2 separate regions of the Mus musculus genome follow, and region 2 is linked to region 1. Evidence: chromatin contacts called from public HiChIP or PLAC-seq data. All regions are on one chromosome and are shown on one strand. The core of a region is the stretch at or near the end of the contact, and the rest is flanking DNA. Distances in the headings are between cores, read along the strand shown.

Evidence for each region. HiChIP or PLAC-seq counts read pairs in DNA pulled down with a chosen protein or histone mark.
Region 2: a contact with region 1 is called in an H3K27ac HiChIP or PLAC-seq map of embryonic stem cells, with 2.7 times the contacts expected there. The contact joins the enhancer-like site here to the promoter of Oxsm in region 1. A contact is called at or near these places in 3 of 39 promoter capture datasets (the 3T3-L1 cell line, the HPC-7 cell line and pre-B cells), 3 of 484 Hi-C or Micro-C datasets (differentiating embryonic stem cells and embryonic stem cells), 4 of 115 datasets of contacts at active chromatin or transcription factors (acute myeloid leukemia, bone marrow-derived macrophages, embryonic stem cells and 1 more) and 2 of 9 other capture datasets (adipose tissue and liver).

The regions. Positions count from the first base shown.
Region 1 is chr14:16,239,463-16,245,625 of GRCm38.p6, reverse strand. Oxsm (3-oxoacyl-ACP synthase, mitochondrial) reads left to right here and starts at 2,295. Exons shown (of 3, transcript NM_001359883.1): 1 at 2,295-2,336; 2 at 2,828-3,835; 3 at 4,556-6,163. The coding sequence starts at 2,859. The coding sequence ends at 4,958.
Region 2 is chr14:16,431,914-16,438,076 of GRCm38.p6, reverse strand. Rarb (retinoic acid receptor, beta) reads left to right here. Exons shown (of 8, transcript NM_011243.2): 5 at 1,167-1,343; 6 at 2,819-3,023; 7 at 3,754-3,912; 8 at 5,810-6,163. The coding sequence ends at 6,006. Among named protein-coding and RNA genes, the nearest start is that of Top2b, 70 kb to the right of the region's middle. Within about 2 kb of position 3,321, at least 60 of the 459 cell types and tissues checked have an H3K27ac peak or open chromatin away from gene starts, as enhancers often do. A contact at or near this core is called in acute myeloid leukemia, differentiating embryonic stem cells and embryonic stem cells, where this site is marked.

The DNA of each region.
Region 1 (6,163 bases), core at 1,046-3,545:
AGGCAGGGGCAGATGGATCTCTGTGACACTGAGGCCAGCCTGGTCTACAGAGTGAGTTCCAGGACAGCCAGGGCTACACAGTAAAACCTGTCTTGGAAAAAGAAAAAACCAGAGCAAAGAACAACAACAATAACAACAATGACAAAAAAAAAAAACCCAAACCAAAATACACACACACACACACACACACACACACACACACACAGAGAGAGAGAGAGAGAAAGAGAGAGAGAGAGAGAGAGAGAGAGAGAGAGAGAGATGGAATTCAGGTTATCAAGCTATAAAGCTTAGTGGAAGATAACTTTATCTACTAAGTCCAGCTTCTCAAATTTGGCACTGGCCCCAAAGTCCTGGTGTTTTGTCCGTATTGTACTACTGTCTGTTGAAATGCTTGCCTTCCCCTCAGTTACTACACATGTATTCACCCAGTTTACAGATTGAAGTCTAGGTCCACTTCTTTGAAGCATTTCATGACTTAATGAGATAGCACTGACCTTGGTCTCCTTTGTGCTAAAATAATATTACAAACAGAAGTTTAATTGTTTGGATAGAAAGTTTATTTAATTGAGAACTGTATTTGGAAATAAAGCTTTGAACCAGAGAAATAATAAGAGGAGGCAATGATAAGCAAAACCAAGTTGAAGATTTGTATTCATGAATACACCATGATATTTTAGCAAACAATACGGTAATAATTCACATATAGCTGTTATTATGATTTTAAAAACTTCTTAACCCTTTCCAGATGGAAGTAAAATGATCACAGAGAGAAATATAAATATACATTATGGTCTTGTTATATCACGTTTTATGTGGGTGCATTGTTTTGAGAACAATTCTTTCCCTGGGAAGATGTAAACAAATACCCAGCCTCTTTATAAAGCAACAACAATAAATCAAAGCAAAATCCCCAGGTCCGACTTAGGGCACTCTAAGTTTATTCAGCTTACTTCAGAGCATGGGTGAAGGGTTCCTTACAGGAGTAAGTGCCTAGGGCATCTGCACGGCCAGAAAGTTTCACTGCAGCATGGATGATGACATGACTTCTCCATGGCTGCATAGACAGAGTTCCCCTTTCAGCTAACCTTCCACAGTCCACATACCCCAATGCCTTTTGAGATCAGAAATTTGTATGTAAAACAAATTGCCAAAAGGTACTGGAGGAAACAGCACAATTTTCACTGCAGGGAGATCATACTAAGCAAATGGTGAGCTACTGGATCAGGAACAAGTTGAATTTTCTTAAACATTTTAGACAGAGTAGACAATAAATCATATCCAGGAGTAATGAGGAAATAGCTAAACTTACCTCAGATTCTTTTCTACATTTGGAAAGCAAGCATACGTGGCAACGATGGCCTGAAGAGGTTATTGCCCACAAGAAAATATATAATCATGACTACAAGATAGCATAGTCTATCCTTTATCTGAAGAAAAAGCAAAGCTCACACGTGGGACAGACTTGAACAGTTAATAGACATCCCCTGGCTGTGTTGCTACTTATCCTACTTATCCATTACAGATTTATCTCTGAGCAAGTAAAACTTTCGTAAGCTCAGGAATTTCCACTTCAGATATTGGGCAATCTTCTGGTCACTTCCTGTCATGAGTCAGCCCTTTTTATTGTTACAGAAGTAGCTGTTTACATCATTTGCTAAAGTAAATAAAGGTAAGGAAAAATGGAGGTAGAGGGGACACCATAAGCACTGCAGATCACTACAGACGTTAGGTTTTGTTATATTTTAAAGACAAAGTCTTCAGGTTGGTAGCCCAGGCTCCCTTTGCACTCTCTCCACAGCTGAGGACAGAGCTCCTGATCCTCTGCCGCCCAGGTGCTGAAATTGAGCGGTACCATTATCTGATCTCTTTGCAAACCTTTAAAAGTTTTGTAACTAACGTCTCCTAACAAATTCTCAACGTCTTTGCACATTTCTAAGTATTCAGCCATAGTATTATTTTATTGTCTACGTGGCATTTAGATGTTTCCCCAAACGACCTCGGTTTCTTGGTGACATTCTGAAGAGTTCTATGAATATTTTCTACAGAGCTACCAGGGAGGCTACAGCTATAGGTCCTCCCCGGAATGTCCTGGGGAAATGACAGCCGCCCTTCTCTGGCAGCACAGGAATATCTAGGCATTATCGCTGTTGACTAGGTGAGGTTTCCCAAGCGATCAAAACAGGCTCTGAGGCTAGAGCGGGGCACTCACAACCCGGAACCCGGAGGAAGCTCTGGCCGGAGCGTCTGACCTCTGACATCAGGCACCGGGCGGAAACGCTGCGCTGCGGATGAGTGCGCATGCGCACTCGGTGGGCGCCCGCAAAGGCTTGTTTCAGGTAGTGACTGCAGTGTGCACCCGGGTTTCAGGGTAGGGGTGGAGGGCGTCGCGTGGCTGTGAATCCCTGAGAGCTCCTAACGCTGAGCTCGGGAAGTTACACCCGGCCTTCCTAATACGGCGGTGCTGGGCTGTGGCGGGACCGCCTGAAAGGTTATCTGCCCTACACGGAAGTAGATAAAGTGCACAAGGCAGAATGGGCCTGAGGCGGCCTCCTGTGCATTAATCTTAGAAATGCCACATGGACTCAGTCCACACTGTACAGTAATCTTCGGTGAGCCTGAAGAAGGATGCCCCCTGTAGGGTGGGTTGGCGTTGTAAAACCCAGTGAGCTAGCTATCAGTTGACAGTCTGAAGGACCTCATAGATTACAAATAAAAGTTAAGTCCAAGCGAGGGTTGCATTTCTCTGTGACCACAGTCACACCTAGGGTGTGTGTAAGATTCTACTGTCGTTTAAATGATGCTTGCTGTCTCTTGTGGTCTATTCCAGGAATGTGTTTCTGATCTTCTGAATTTCAACCATGTTGTCAAAATGCTTGCAACATTTTCTAAAAGCCACAATCTCCCATCCATATCCAGCGTCATATTCTTGGTTAATAAGCAAACACAGATTTTATGGAACTGTGCCAGCAGCCATGTTGCGCAGACGAGTTGTCATCACAGGCATTGGCCTAGTGACACCACTTGGCGTTGGGACTCAACTAGTTTGGGATCGGCTTCTCCGAGGAGAAAGTGGAATTGTTTCTGTGGTTGGTGATGAGTACAAGAATATCCCTTGCAGTGTAGCTGCTTATGTACCAAGAGGTCCACATGAAGGTCAGTTTAATGAAGAAAACTTTGTGTCCAAATCAGATGCCAAGTCCATGTCTTCTTCCACCATCATGGCTGTTGGGGCAGCAGAGTTGGCCCTGAAAGACTCCGGCTGGCATCCGAAACGAGAAGCAGATCAGGTGGCTACTGGCGTTGCCATTGGCATGGGCATGGTTCCTCTTGAAGTTATTTCTGAAACTGCTTTGCTGTTTCAGACCAAAGGTTATAATAAAGTCAGCCCATTCTTTGTCCCTAAGATTCTGATCAATATGGCTGCAGGCCAGGTTAGCATTCGCTACAAACTCAAGGGCCCCAATCACTCAGTGTCCACAGCCTGCACCACAGGTGCACATGCTGTGGGAGACTCCTTTAGATTCATAGCCCATGGTGACGCAGATGTGATGGTGGCTGGGGGCACAGACTCTTGCATTAGTCCATTATCTCTCGCTGGGTTTTCCAGAGCCCGGGCTCTGAGCTCAAACCCAGATCCTAAGCTAGCCTGCCGGCCGTTTCATCCAGAGAGAGATGGTTTTGTCATGGGTGAGGGAGCTGCTGTGCTGGTGCTGGAAGAACATGAGCATGCTGTTCAGAGAGGAGCTCGGATCTACGCAGAAATTTTGGGTTATGGACTCTCGGGTGATGCCGGTCACATAACTGCCCCCGATCCCGAAGGAGAAGGTGCTTTAAGGTAAAGAACGGTTGTTCTGTTCAAAATATATTTTCCTCTTAAGATACTATATTAAGGCACTATTGGAACTTCAAATTAAAAAAACATTACCTGGTCTTGGTGTATAGTATATATTCTCTTAGATCAAAGGCTTTTTAAAAATTCTTTGCTTGAAATGATTGAAAACATTTGAAAATATTTAAACAAAAATTGAATGGACTTTAGTTAGAGCCAATAGAGTTGTGTCTTTGCTAGCTTCTTATACCCCACCTTCTGTTTGGAAATCATGAGTGTGCTCCCTTCCTCAGCCTCCCTCTGAACACTTATCAGACCTGGAGAATAGAGATAGATGTGTCTAGGTATATTCTGTTCTTTTCAAATCTTTTCAAAGCAGCATTTCTTAGCCCTGAATCACCCAGGAGTCTTGTTAACATGCCAGTTCTGACTGCGGATCTAGATTGATGCTTAAGACTCTACATTTCTAACTAGCTCCAGTCTAAAGACCACACTTTGAAAAAAAGTCCTTGATTATATGATGCCATCTAAGCTTAAACTGTATTATGTTTTATCCAATTAAATCAGCCAGAAGTTTAGCAGGCTTTCCTATAAAGGGACAAAAACTAGCTACTTTTAGCTTTGTGGATCATAGGGTCTTTGCTGTGACACTGATCTTATACAAGCTACTCAGATGAACAATCTCCTGTTATTAAACTTTATTTGATAATTTTCTTCTCTTACCAGATGCATGGCTGCTGCTGTAAAAGATGCAGGCGTATCACCTGAGCAGATATCCTATGTCAACGCACATGCCACTTCCACACCACTGGGTGATGCCGCTGAGAACAGAGCCATCAAGAGGCTCTTTAGGGACCATGCTTGTGCCCTTGCCATATCCTCCACAAAGGGAGCCACTGGGCATCTTCTGGGTGCTGCAGGGGCAGTTGAGGCAACTTTTACTGCACTGGCTTGTTACCACCAGAAACTCCCACCAACTTTAAACCTGGATTGTACAGAGCCTGAATTTGATCTCAATTATGTTCCACTGGAGTCACAGGAATGGAAAGCTGAGGGTCGGTGTATTGGACTCACCAATTCCTTTGGGTTTGGTGGTACTAATGCAACTCTTTGTATTGCTGGCATGTAAACACTGGCTTTTAATGGTCATAAATTTATAAATATTATATATGTAGATATGTCTTATATCAATATCCAATGACTTTAGCACAATTGGTATTTGTATAGTTCTTTGGTAGGGAACAGGGTGCCCAGTACTTGTTATTTTATAGCATCTTGGTGTCTCCATTGAGATTTCAGTGGCAACTAGTGACAACCAGAAATGTCTATGGAGGACAGAATAACCTGCACACAGAACCATTGATTTATGTTTTTCTAGTGCACGATTTCATCCATCATGGTCCTTTTCAGATATTTATTTAGAGACCAGCTTCTCTGAGCAAGGCTGTGCTGCTCCATGGTGTAACTAACTCTAGGGTCACCACTGTTGTACAGCATATAAACAGGACTACAATACAAGTACTCCTATTTGTATCACCACTCAGCATCCCTTTAGGACAGCTGTCAGCCAGTGATTCACCCCTGACCCATGTAGTGTCCTTGGTGGAATTTCCCCAAGCTCCCAAGATTTCAGTTCTCTGAAGGAGGAAGTAAAACAGGATTTCCTTTTTCTTGCCTGTTCTTGACCGACCTCCCTCCCTTCCTTCCTTCCTTTCTTTCCTTCCTTTCTTCGTCATCTTTTTTTCGCCTTCTTTGAGACATGGTTACTCAGGTAACCCTAGCTGTCTTGGAACTCACTCTATAGACCCTGGCTGACCTTGATCTCTATAGGGATTTGCCTGCCTCTGCCTCCTAAGTGCTGCAATTAAAGGTGTACACCAGCATAGCCTGGCTGGTTTGGCTTTTCTCATTCTAGATATGTTTGTGATGTGGTGAATGGACATAAAGATCTTTGGAAAAAACTCTTGTTAAGTTAGGCCAGCTCCTCTCTAACTTCTAACTTTGTGACTGTGACAATGTTCTCCAAGCTTCCTACTACTAGGGTAGCAAGTTCTTCAGAGGTGACAGCCATCCAGGAAAGCATTTGGTAGGCAGGGCTTTTATCTCTTCTGAGTAAGTGTTTTCATGTCTATGCAGGTCCACAATGATATGGAGCTTCAGTCAAGTGCCTACATTTCCTGGGCTCAGTAACACCTTTAATGGCTTTCTGTCCTTGTACTGTTTAATGATTTTTATTCCAATTCCATGACAAACTGCCTTTTGGCCTCTGCTTTCTTAGTGGCACACACACACACACACACACACACACACACACACACACACACAGTGTGAGAG
Region 2 (6,163 bases), core at 2,072-4,571, 190 kb before region 1:
TTGCTATGGTCACTGCAAGCTACCTTCTGTTCCATCATGTCCCTGTAATGGTGTCTGTGGCCACTGTAGGCTATGTCCTGGTTCCTTAGACCCCTGACTCAGTGGTTAATATTCTCCTTATTCTGTTGCATATACCAAGCAGCCAGCATCCTACCCTTGTGTGACTCAAGGTGTTTTCTAAGCATGGCTTGCAAACCACAGTGCCACCATTAAATAAAACAAGCCTCCTGAACACTTTACTGTTCATACTTTGCACTTTCTCCTGTTTATTAGTCTCTCTTCTTTATTTGTTTGAAATGGAGCTCAGAGAAGGTTTCCACCTCCTCCAATAAACGTCTTGTAGCTATCTTGTTTTATCTAAGTTTAGCTTCTGGAGTATAATTTTCATGATATAATGTGTCATCTTCTAAGAAGGTATGAATTGGCATGTTGCAGACTCTTCTCAACATTATAGAAAGGCTCCCTCCTCACCTGTGACAGCCTGCCCCACCCACAGTCCCCTGAAGGCATTGCCCTATCCTTCCACCAGTGCGGTATCACCTTTTCTACAATGATCTGGTCCTGTGTATCTGTCTCCTCCCTTTAGTACAATGCTATTGGCGGCCACAGATGTGTGCCTGCCTCCTTTTGTTGATGGCACCTTCCCACTCACTACATAGTCATTATTGAGCACCGTAACATTATTGAACATTGGCTTCCTCTCCGCAGCTGCTCCTGTGCACTGTCAAGAGTGGCTCCTTGGCTTTACATAGTATCTGGGGCTCAGCATGGCTGTTGCGCTGCTCACCATGTTCCTGTGTGTCCTATGAGCAGATGCAGAGGTTTCATCTGGCTCAAGTTTGATGTAGGCCAGACTGAAGCCCGGTGGTATGTTCTCCTTAGGATACCCACATGGCGGTAGTGAGCAGTGATGATCCATGTCTAGAGGCAGCACATATACCACAGTAGGTCTGTCATTCCTTCATTACGTGTGGATAAGCACACAGGGAAACTTGCCCTCATTCATTCCCTGGCTGTCTTGAGGCTGCTGTAAACAGCTTGTGGAGTTGAAAGCAGGAATCCGAGGTCACTCCGAGAAAGCAAATATGAGCCCCCTCGTCCCTATGTCCTGACACCATGCTGTCATTCACTTTCCTCTTCCCTTTCTTCTTCTCCCACCTTCTCAGAATTCCAGCGCTGACCACCGGGTCCGATTGGACTTGGGCCTCTGGGACAAATTCAGTGAGCTGGCCACCAAGTGCATTATTAAGATCGTGGAGTTCGCCAAGCGTCTGCCGGGCTTCACAGGTCTGACCATCGCAGACCAGATCACCCTGCTCAAAGCCGCCTGCTTGGATATCTTGGTAGGATCTTTTCTGAACTCTAGGAGGAAGGAGGGGATAGGAGGAAGGAGAAGACGGAAGGAAGGAAGGAAGGAAGGAAGGAAGGAAGGAAGGAAGGAAGGAAGGAAGGAAGGAAGGAAGGAAGGAAGAGGGAGTTGGAGGCTTCTAGGATCTTCTGAGGAGACCACTTCTCAGTTACTTTCTAGATCTGGAGAATCCTTTCCAGATGTTGGAATTTCACTGAATTGACAAAAATTCAGAGGTCTCTGGGATTTGATAGGACTTTCCTTCCTTGTATCCCTCTCCATTATGATCAGGAGAGTGACTCCTCACTGGCCTTCAGTGATGGCCTGCTACCTAGTATCTGTATACCCTTTTGTAGACCAGGTAGGCCCTAGGGAAGGACTGGAGACTGCTGGAGCTCACCAGGCCTAAGGCCTTTACGGTGAGAGAAGGCAGGCGTTCTGTGGGATGATGTGGCAGAGGGTATGGAGCACATGTAGGTCTGGACAGTAACAATAAGCACAAGGAGGGAGTACCTTCTAGAGTAGAGAATCTACTTGCGTTCCATGGTAGGGTGCAAACACCCTCTCCCCAACTCTGACCCTGACTTCCTCCTAACCCCTGCAGTCTGCTGCCTCTGTTCCTGTCTATGGCATGATGGCTGTGTAGCTACAAACACACTGTATTATAAGAGGGCTTTCCTTGAGTCAGATTCATTACCCCTCAGCTTAAACTATAGGATGTTCATCTGAAAGACTGGGTATAGGGCATGCTAAGTATCTAATAAAGACTTCTTATAGTTACCTTCCTGTGGATACAACCAAATATCTGAAAGACACAAGTTAAGGGAGTTCTATTTGAGCTCATGGTTTGAGAATAGAAGCCACAATGATAAGAAAGCCATGTATGTAGGACTGTGAGGCAACTGGCCACATTGTACCCAGAGTCAAGAAAATGCCAGCTTTTTGTTGTTGTTGTTGTTGTTGTTGTTTTCAGTCTGAAAGCTCCTAGTCTCTGGAGTGTGTGCCACACACATCCAGGGTACATCTTGTCTGATTAGTTTAGCCCTTGTGAAATACCATCACTCAGACATGCCTAGAAGTATGTGTGTTCCCATAGCAAGTTTAGATCCCATAAAGTCGACATGAAGATTAGCTATCACAGTTGGTAAGGATCATCCTTACTTATTTTTGGTTGACTAAACTTTTGAAAATAGAATCTTGTTAATCTTCTTTGCACTAGTACCTGGCTTAGTGCCTGAGAGGTAAGTACTCAAGAAATAGATATTTCAATCAAATGATGATTTATTTTAGTAAAAAGTTATTTCTCAAAATGTGAGTCCTACATATTATTCCTATCAACCTCAACAGTGGGGCATACTGTCCAGATGACCCAGGCTCCTTTTTCTTCTACCATAGATCTGGTCAGTGCTGTCAGGGCAGGCCGTCATAAATGATGCAGCAAGTGTACATGCATACTTTTTTTTCTTCCAGATTCTCAGAATTTGTACCAGGTATACCCCAGAGCAAGACACCATGACTTTCTCTGATGGCCTTACACTAAATCGAACTCAGATGCACAATGCTGGCTTCGGTCCTCTGACTGACCTTGTGTTCACCTTTGCCAACCAGCTCCTGCCTTTGGAAATGGATGACACAGAAACAGGCCTTCTCAGTGCCATCTGTTTAATCTGTGGAGGTACTGACTCCTTAGAAACCGTCACCAGACCCCAACAGAGCAATTACAAAGGCACAGAAGAGATCTCCACTGGGGTTCTTTGGCATGAGAAAGGCGTTGTACTTCTTTCTGTTGCAAACTAAGTACTGGTGTTTGAGCTCCTTCTGCCAAAACAAAAGAAATGCCAAAATGAGTTTGTTCTGTTTCTCTTGTGGGAAACAGGTGCTTTTGTAAAAGCAGGATTGTACTGCTGTGTGCCTAAGGACATTTTAGTGATGACCTACACAAATCACATGTTATTTGAATTCAAATCACCTCTTGGTCTTCCCCACCATACAGGTGCCTACCTGGTGGGCTGGAATAAAGTATGGCCCCTTCTTTGTAGTGACCCCTGCTGGCTAACCAGAAGCCAACTTTAGTTCAAAAGTAATGGTTGTAATGAAGGGGAAAGGTTATCTACCTGGCTTTTACAGGCTGCCCAGGGTTCTTTTGTTCAGCTCAATACTGACACCATCTGGCCATGAGAGGTAATTCTTGCCTCTGGGCCTGAGCAAGTGGACATCAAATGAGCTTACTAAGGGGGCATCTTCAAGTGTCACTGCTTAAAGCAATTGCATTTACTCAATTTAGTGTACAACTGAGTCACCAAATAAAGCCACTTTACAGGAGGAATAGGAGACAAGGAAAGATAGCCAGCAGTCTCTGAGCCTGTCTGATCACTAAACACTGAATACTTTCTCCTGCTATCCAGACCGCCAGGACCTTGAGGAACCAACAAAAGTAGACAAGCTCCAAGAACCACTGCTGGAAGCACTAAAGATTTACATTAGAAAACGACGACCCAGCAAGCCTCACATGTTTCCAAAGATCTTAATGAAAATCACAGATCTCCGCAGCATCAGCGCGAAAGGTATGTCTTCAAAGGTGGAAAGCAGAACAGAGCTTGGCCAACTTTTGCTTTTTAAAGCCCATATTTTAATATCAGGAGTCCCATTATTGCTTAAGTTGGGATGTCTATCTCATAGAAATCAAAAGGAATTAGCCTTGTCTGAGCACTCATGTGTGTGTAGTTAAGAGCACCTCAGGTTTCCTAAGGAAGACATTTTGATGGTGTCTCTGGTGGGAGATAGTAAAAGCAGAAAGCAGATACCACTACCCAGTGATATTAAGAGATAATTGTTTTAGAATGGATGGCTGGGTAGAAGAGCAACTCTTCAGAGATGATGTGTTTTTTAAGACTGTTATTATTGCTGGGGCTCATATGCATGCCCTTGGAGGTTAAAGGACAATTACATGGAGTCACTTCTCTCCCTCAATCTCTGTGACCTTTCTAGGGCACCAACTCAGTCAAGCAACTTTCAGAGCAAGCTCTGAGCCCTCACCCCCGCTCCCTTTTTCCAGGTTTTATTTTTGATTCCGTACATTTCATTCCAGCTTTTCAAATAACTTAGGCTTCTATACACTCAGCCTATTTTTCCATGGCACCCTAACAACCCTAGGCAAATGAAGGTCACTGTGGCTGCAGCTCTGGTGTAGGCACTTCTTCTGAGTACAGGAATTCTTGCCTGGCTGAGAGATATAAATACTCTTGCCTCATGATTCTCAGTCTATGTGGCAACTCAGGCAATTACAGAAATGCCTAGAGGCATCTCATAGCTGAGTGCAGAGGACTTTTCTATCGAGATGACTCAGCCAGCCACGCTATTACATATCATGTTCCCTCCCATTAGCAGATTCTACACCTCAGGATCTTGGCAAGCCAAGACACAAAAGTGCTTAAATGCACAATGAACTTGCTTGACAAGAAACCTCAGTTCTTGTTTTTTAGTTTTTTTGTGGGTTGGTTTTGTTTTTCTTTTTTTATTCATTTGGTAGTTTGGTTTGAGGGAGCCGAGGGGAACATTCTAAGTTCATTTCCACCACAGGATTAAGAGAAGCAAAAAGACACTAGTACTTGAATGGATGTAATTGAATGAAGTGGGGAGAGAGAGAGAGGAGAGGGAGAGGAGGAGGGAGGGAGGGAGGGAGAGAGAGGGAGAGAGAGGGAGAGAGAGGGAGAGGGAGGGAGAGAGAGGGAGAGAGGGAGAGAGAGAGAGAGAAAGTGTGTTCCTATCACCCTATATATATCCACGCCAGTGACCTGAGGACTAGCAGCCACATACAGAAATGTCCCAAGCCCCATACTAGCAGTAAGTCCAGCAACGCTAGCCACATGGTTCTGAGGTAGTTTTGTTATTGACATATTTCCACCTAACCAGCTGCATGTTGGGGGTGTGTGAGGTGTGGTGGCATGAAACCACCTGGTGCTGGACTGGGTTGCAGAAAACCATCACATACTGTGACTCAAGTCAATCTTTCCATTGTGGAAACTGCCCATCCTTTCACCTTTATTTTCCTGATCTTTCATCAGTGACTTCTCTTTGTAAATTTTATATTCCGAATTTGATTGAAGCACTGCAACTATCAAATATGCACATCACACATCTCCACTTCTTTTTCTTAAAGACTGAGAACCTCTAGTGTGCCCTATTAGTACTTATTCTGTTTTCAAAGGCAGTGGTGGATCAGCCTGTGCCTGAGAACCAATCTAACTGGGATCTCGAAGCACACTTGACATTCTGGTGGCTGACATTCCCACAGTAAACACCTTATAGTTTTTTCTTCCAATAAGTTGGTTCTTCTCAACAAAGACACATGTGACTTGATACATGTATTACACAACTTTTACACACCTGAAGGTGAATGTTGGTTTCTTAGTATCTAGCTGAGCCCTTATCTGACAGGTGTTCTATTATCTCTTGAAAAAGGTGCCGAACGTGTAATTACCTTGAAAATGGAAATTCCTGGATCAATGCCACCTCTCATTCAGGAAATGCTGGAGAATTCTGAAGGACATGAACCCTTGACCCCAAGTTCAAGTGGGAATATAGCAGAGCACAGTCCCAGCGTGTCCCCCAGCTCAGTGGAGAACAGTGGAGTCAGTCAGTCACCACTGCTGCAGTGAGACATTTCCAGCTGTTGCAGACATTCCCCAGGACCTTCAGTTCCAGATTGAAAATGCAAGGAAAACATTTTTACTGCTGCTTAGTTTTTGAACTGAAATATGTTAAACTCAAAAAGGACCAAGAAGTTTTCATATGTATCAATATATATTCCTTACT